Regions from separate parts of the Danio rerio genome. Here region 2 is linked to region 1. The links are chromatin contacts, called in public Hi-C maps. All regions are on one chromosome and are shown on one strand. Each heading gives the region's core, a stretch centred on a gene start, on an enhancer-like site or on the middle of the called end of the contact. The rest is flanking DNA. Distances are from core to core; before and after follow the strand shown. Region 1 overlaps atrnl1a (attractin-like 1a). Region 2 holds the start of gfra1a (gdnf family receptor alpha 1a).

What was found. Hi-C and Micro-C count contacts between places; a contact is called where the count stands out from the background.
Region 2: a Hi-C map of embryo shows a contact between it and region 1, with 4 times the contacts expected there. The contact joins the promoter of gfra1a here to the enhancer-like site in region 1. A contact is called at or near these places in 3 of 18 Hi-C or Micro-C datasets (caudal fin, embryo and hematopoietic stem cells) and 1 of 4 datasets of contacts at active chromatin or transcription factors (caudal fin).

What each region holds. Positions count from the first base shown.
Region 1 is chr13:23,083,140-23,086,185 of GRCz12tu, reverse strand. All of the region lies in intron 9 of atrnl1a (attractin-like 1a), which reads right to left. Among named protein-coding and RNA genes, the nearest start is that of trnag-gcc, 4.2 kb to the right of the region's middle. Within about 2 kb of position 1,540, at least 8 of the 62 cell types and tissues checked have an H3K27ac peak or open chromatin away from gene starts, as enhancers often do.
Region 2 is chr13:23,648,980-23,651,928 of GRCz12tu, reverse strand. It overlaps gfra1a (gdnf family receptor alpha 1a), which reads left to right and starts at 1,319. Exons shown (of 9, transcript NM_131730.1): 1 at 1,319-1,358; 2 at 1,810-2,112; 3 at 2,784-2,867. The coding sequence starts at 1,319. It also overlaps ccdc172.

The DNA.
Region 1 (3,046 bases), core at 291-2,790:
GCAGATCATCTTGACCAAGTCTACATATCTAAATGCATTGAGTTGCTGCCATGTGATTGGCTGATAATAAATGTGCATTTGTTATTAACAAATTTAAGTGGATTAATTAAGACAAGCTTTCACAAAAATGCAAGAATTGTGTTGTTTCGGATCATTTTAATAAAGTAGTTTGAACAAACAGCAAACATCATTTTATTAAGTGTATTGACTTGTGTCGAAAAAATTAAACGTAACTGTTGAGTAAATGAAGAAAGAGTTTTTTTTTTTTTAACTTAACTACAAGTTTATCTTAAAAATAAAAAAATAAATAAAATTGTTAATTTACTTTATTTTTAACATTTTTCTTAAGTTTTTGAGTTTTTTCCCAAACAGTTCTTTTTTTTTTTAAATCTGAAACCACAGTTCCATCAAAAAGTAATCCATTAGTTTATGCTGAATGTTTTCTATACTCTATAATTCTATGACTCTATTACAAAAAACAACTAAAGAAGAGTTTACAATCTGACTAAATGTATCACTCTTTATGGCTATGATTTACTAAAAGAACCAAACCCAATAATCATTTGGTCAGGAATCACACTACAACAATATGCCAGGAATTAGACTACACAGCAGCACTTCTTGGGGGTAAAATTAATTCAGAATACCTCAGCAACATTTGTAATTACATGTTGCATATTTTCCTCACAATAACAAAATAAACATGACTACAATTAAAGCCTCTTATTATATTGATATGGATGTTTGCACAATCTCTGCAATTTGGCATTGGCAGTCAAGTAGTAAAGCCATGTGTAGTTATAGAGAACAATAAACAATACACTGCTTCATTTAAAGCAAGAAGCTTTACTGTGTACATTTTAAAAAAGCAGTGTCCGTGGTGATTTTATTTAGAATTGGACTCTACAGTGAAGATTGCATTACTACATGTCAATGGTGGTATGAAGTTTAAAATTAGCCAAAGCAAACAAACAAATTTGTGTGAAATAAAGTCATGCTAGTTTGTTCTTGGATTTCGTTATAAGAATGGTACATGTCTATTTATGAATCTGAACTAAAGTTATGCAGTGTAATTTTGTTTTACTGAAATGATCTTGTTTATTCATTCAGCAATCAGACTATGCAGGTCACTCACTATACATGTATTTGGTCATCTAAAGGCAACCATTCAAATTAAGAGTGGTTTACGTGTGAGTCAGACTGCATTGGTCCTGGTGTATGGTTTTCATTCACTGAAAGGACCCGTGAGCACTTTCATAAACACAAATCTGAAAAAGTTAACAACTAATTGTCAAGTTACACAGCTGCTTATGTATACAAGTGACACATTATTTTCTTTCTCTTCTTTCCTTTTAGTCTATTCCAAAACTCTAACTTCAAAAAGCACATGGGGTTCCTAAAGTCTTCCACTGCTTCTTGCTTTCACTTTCCATATTATGTGCCATCTCTGCTTTGACCTCATTGTGTGTGTGTGTGTGTGTGTGAGTGTGTGTGAGACAGAGAGAGAAAGCACTTTGTGTCACTCTGCATCCACTCAGCACTCCTCTCTACACTTTGTCAAACACCCCGAGCCCTGTAAGCGAAGCGTTGTTTGATGCATTGTGCAGCTCCTTTCACTTGCTTTGCCAATCAAAAGCCAGAGAGTGAAGAACACACAGCCAGTGTTGGGTGTGTGTGTGTGTGTGTGTGTGTGTGTGTGTGTGTGTGTGTGTGTGTGTGTGTGTGTGTGTGTGTGTGTGTGTGTGTGTGTGTGTGTGTGTGTGTGTGTGTGTGAGAGATCCTCACATTTAAGTGCAAGGGGGCTTTTAGAGACAGGTTTCACCGTTAGGCTGAGCAAAGAGACAGTAAATATAAAAGGCAAAGGGGAGAAAACTGGGCATATGTCTCTTTTTTTAATCTCTTCCATCTGTAAGCATAGAAGACTGTGACGTTCTAGAAGAAACAGATACAAAAGCTTTCTTTGTGCACCCGTCAACTTTTAAGTGAACCGTCTTTGACAGTGAAAAGAGCGAATGTGAGATAGAAACCTCAAATTAACTTCTACCACTACTTTGTGCATCGTCTTCAATCTATAAAGCGTTCTCTAGCCTTCATAGAAGCATTTGTGGTACCTTCGGGTTCAAATGTAGGACGTGAGATATTAATACTAACAAATTTCAAATTATTACAAAGTTATAGGTTAAGTTATGGGGTAAAAGGTGATACTTCTTTGTCACCAGTAGTTTTTCTTTTAAAGAGCCCATAATATGGGTTTTTGAAAATTCCCCTCCATGTAGTGTGTAACACAGCTCTAAGTGAAGTGAAGTATCCAGCTAAGGATTAAATCTGTTAGTTTACAGTGTTTAAAACTGTTGATTCATCTATAAAAGAGTCGACTCATAGTGCTTCAAACGAGTCGCCTTGATACCGATTAATTAGGTGTTTCGCCATGACGTATGAACGAAACCAAGTTCACGTGCACGCGCAAACCCGGGAGATTTCAAACCTGAGGCCCCGCCCTCTGACGCAGAAACCCAGACACACACACACACCCACAAACACACACACACACACACACACAAACATGCCGGTCGATTGAAGTCACACTGCAGATGGATATATTGAGTCTCTACCCAAAGATGAAAACTCAGCATTATAGCCAAGCAGTTGGAAACTACTGGAAACTTCTGGAAACTACATGCTACAAAGAATACTTCATCAGCGTTTGTTAAAGGAAGGATCAGTAAAGAGTAACTTACTGCTGGACGTCAGGATGGGTTTCTTCCTTCATTTCTCAAGTGTAAGTACGTGCGATTAAAGTTGCCTCGTTGACTCTGGCTTGCAAATGTATTTAGTTGTGATTTGTTACTTGTAACCGAGTGTACTGTCTCAGGTTAACTGGCTATATTTTCTTATCGGAGTAGTGTGTGTGTCTGTGTGTGCGTGTGCGCGCGCTGTCGTCCGGAGGTGTGTGTGTTTGTGCGCGCGCGCGTTGTCGTCCAGAGCAGGGTTAAGTGCTTGTGTGTGTGTGTGTGTGTGTGTGTGTGTGTGTGTGTGTGTGTGTGTG
Region 2 (2,949 bases), core at 70-2,569, 570 kb before region 1:
ATTTACATAAAAAAATTAAATGTTGAAGGTTTTATTTTATTTCCAACTTTATTCATGTTTTTATTCAGCTAATACATATTGTATTTTTATTATTTCAGTACAAAACTGTATAAAAACGCAGCCTTTGTGGAGAACCATCTAATGCTGAATTGAACAATAAATGAACCAAAGCAAGAAAGGCTGAGGACCGCTTGTCTCGTCATTCCTTAAAATACACTAATATACCAACAGAGGGCGACCTCCACCAGCCTATAGTCAGTAGGCAATGAACAAAATCGCACCAAAACTTTATTGGGATAAACTTTAAAAAAATGTTGTAGCCTTTGGCAAATCAAGTACAGGGCTTCCACTTTCCTAAATAGCTGCAAAATATATCTCTATATTTAGCAGGACAACATTTCTTTGTTGCAGAATTGTAAAACTACTTCCTATGGACTTTTTAAACATGTCACCTACAGTAAAAAAAAAATAAAAAAAAAATGAACACACACACACACACACACACATACATATATATATATATATATATATATATATATATATATATATATATATATATATATATATATATATATATATATATATATATATATATTAAAACTACAATATATTAAACTAAGTCACGGGACAGTTTTAAAAATTTTAAAAACATGAATCATTTAGATTAGTTGATTTTTGTGCTTATGGAGGTACGATATCAGTCCAACAATGCCTTATCTACTAATACATTTCCATTAGACAAGACTGCCCACCTAACACATACAAAAGAGCCCAGCAAACAAAGACGAAATCACCACCAGCAATGCAATTTATAAAGCAAACAAACATATCAACTGATAAGAAAAGCTTTTCTGACACCCTATACAAGTTAAACAGTAACAGATAGCAGTAAACATTCCAAGTTTTGGAGTGGCTACACAAGATGTCTTTGTCCTGTGCTGTGTTACACGCAGAAGCGCTGAGCGCGCACTGAGTCGCGTGTGGTTTTTGGTTTGGGTTACAGCGCAACTCAATGCCACAGTGCTGTCGCGCGCGCACAGTCGCACGGGCACATCTTCAGAGCTGGAGTTTTATCCTGCTGCCTTGCGAGTCAAATTCTGCTTGTTTGTTAATTGTCTTAATCCAAGAAGCCATTCAATATTGGTTAGTGACAGTTTTGGACCAGATTACGGATTTCCCCTCTCTCTTTTATGTCGTGGATATAGCCTACATTGTGACCAGCGATGTTTCAATGGACCTAAATGAGGAAGGATTATCCTTTTCATCGTCATAACAATAAACCGCGTGTTTGAGCGAACTTACCACGGATAAAAGCGCAATGTTTATCGCCGCGATTTACATCATTTTACCTCTGCTGGGTGAGTTGTTATTTACACATTGTGTTCACTGAAGACTGAAACTCAAAGAATATTTAAAAAGTGTTTATCCCACCGGGTCCCGTCACATTTATTCTAGTCTAAAACAGTATATTCTGAAATGTTATAGATCTAGGACGTATGTCTCATAATAGGACACAGTTTTGTTATTGAGGATCAGCTTTGTTTTTACTTTCATCTTAAGTCAGCTTAATCTTCTTGTGTTAATATTTTAGTCTCTAAAACACCTTACGTTTCTATTTTGGGAAATTTTTACCTCACAAAATGTTTCCATGCATTAAACAATATTTGTAATTTAAGTAGCCTGGTTCATGCTAGATAAAATCCACAACTTTTATTATTTTATTATTATTATTATTATTATTATTATTATTATTATTATGTAAGTTTGAGTAGCCTAGTTGATGATTATTTCCATTGTTGTCCTATATAGATGTGCTGTTATCTGCCGAGGAGTCTTACTTTTCTAGCTCAAACCGGCTGGACTGTGTGAAGGCGAACGAGCTGTGTTTGAAGGAGCCGGGATGCAGCTCAAAGTATCGAACTATGAGGCAGTGCGTGGCGGGGAGAGAGTCCAACTTCAGTATGGTGACTGGAATGGAGGCAAAGGATGAATGTCGACTTGTCTTGGACGCTTTAAAGCAGAGTCCTTTGTATAACTGCCGCTGCAAAAGAGGGATGAAGAAGGAAAAGAACTGCCTGCGCATCTACTGGGGGATCTATCAGCATTTACAGGGTGCGCAGCCTTGCCTTCTCATATGAAATAAACATATGAAGTATTCAGCTTCTTCACAACATAGTTTTCGACAGTTTATTTTTAATACTTGGCGACCAAAATCAGTAGTCAAGGAGTTGCTTTTTTTGGTTTGTGCTATCAGATAGGGTGACTGTAAAGTCTTCAAATGCCTGTCTGAAGAGTGTCCATTAAAGTTTATGGAGTGTGAGGTCATCTGATGCTTTATGTTAGTGTATATGTGCCTGCTAGAGGGAGAGCAGGAACTTTGCCAGCTCAACTGACCAGGATAACTAATCAACCAGAAACTGGCTCCGGAAATGTAAACCAGTCTTTATGAATCAGTGACCCAAATACGATCAAACATCACTGTGAAAAATAAAGGTTCTTTAATGGCATGGTTGGCTCAATGAAGAACTTTAACATTTATGGAACCTTTCCATTGTACAGTGTTAAGAGTCTTTTGAATTAATAGATTTTTTTAGAAACCCCCAAATAGTCTTTTTAGGCATCATTCTGAATACCAATTTTAACGTATTTATTTGTGTAAAGCTGCAGTTTCCAGCCTTTATTACTTTGTTTTGTTTAATGCATCTAAAAATGACATTAATGATAGACTTATGTAACCATTTATTTATTGTTATTTAGTCACATTTTGTTTGCTAATATTTCAGGGAATGATTTACTTGAGGATTCTCCGTATGAGCCTGTGAACAGTCGGCTTTCAGATATATTTCGACTGGCTCCCATCTATTCAGGTAGGATGTGTGTTTTTTAATCTGCTTCATTTGTTTTAACAATGACTGGTTAAAGCGACTGTTGGTTTTATTGCTATATGTG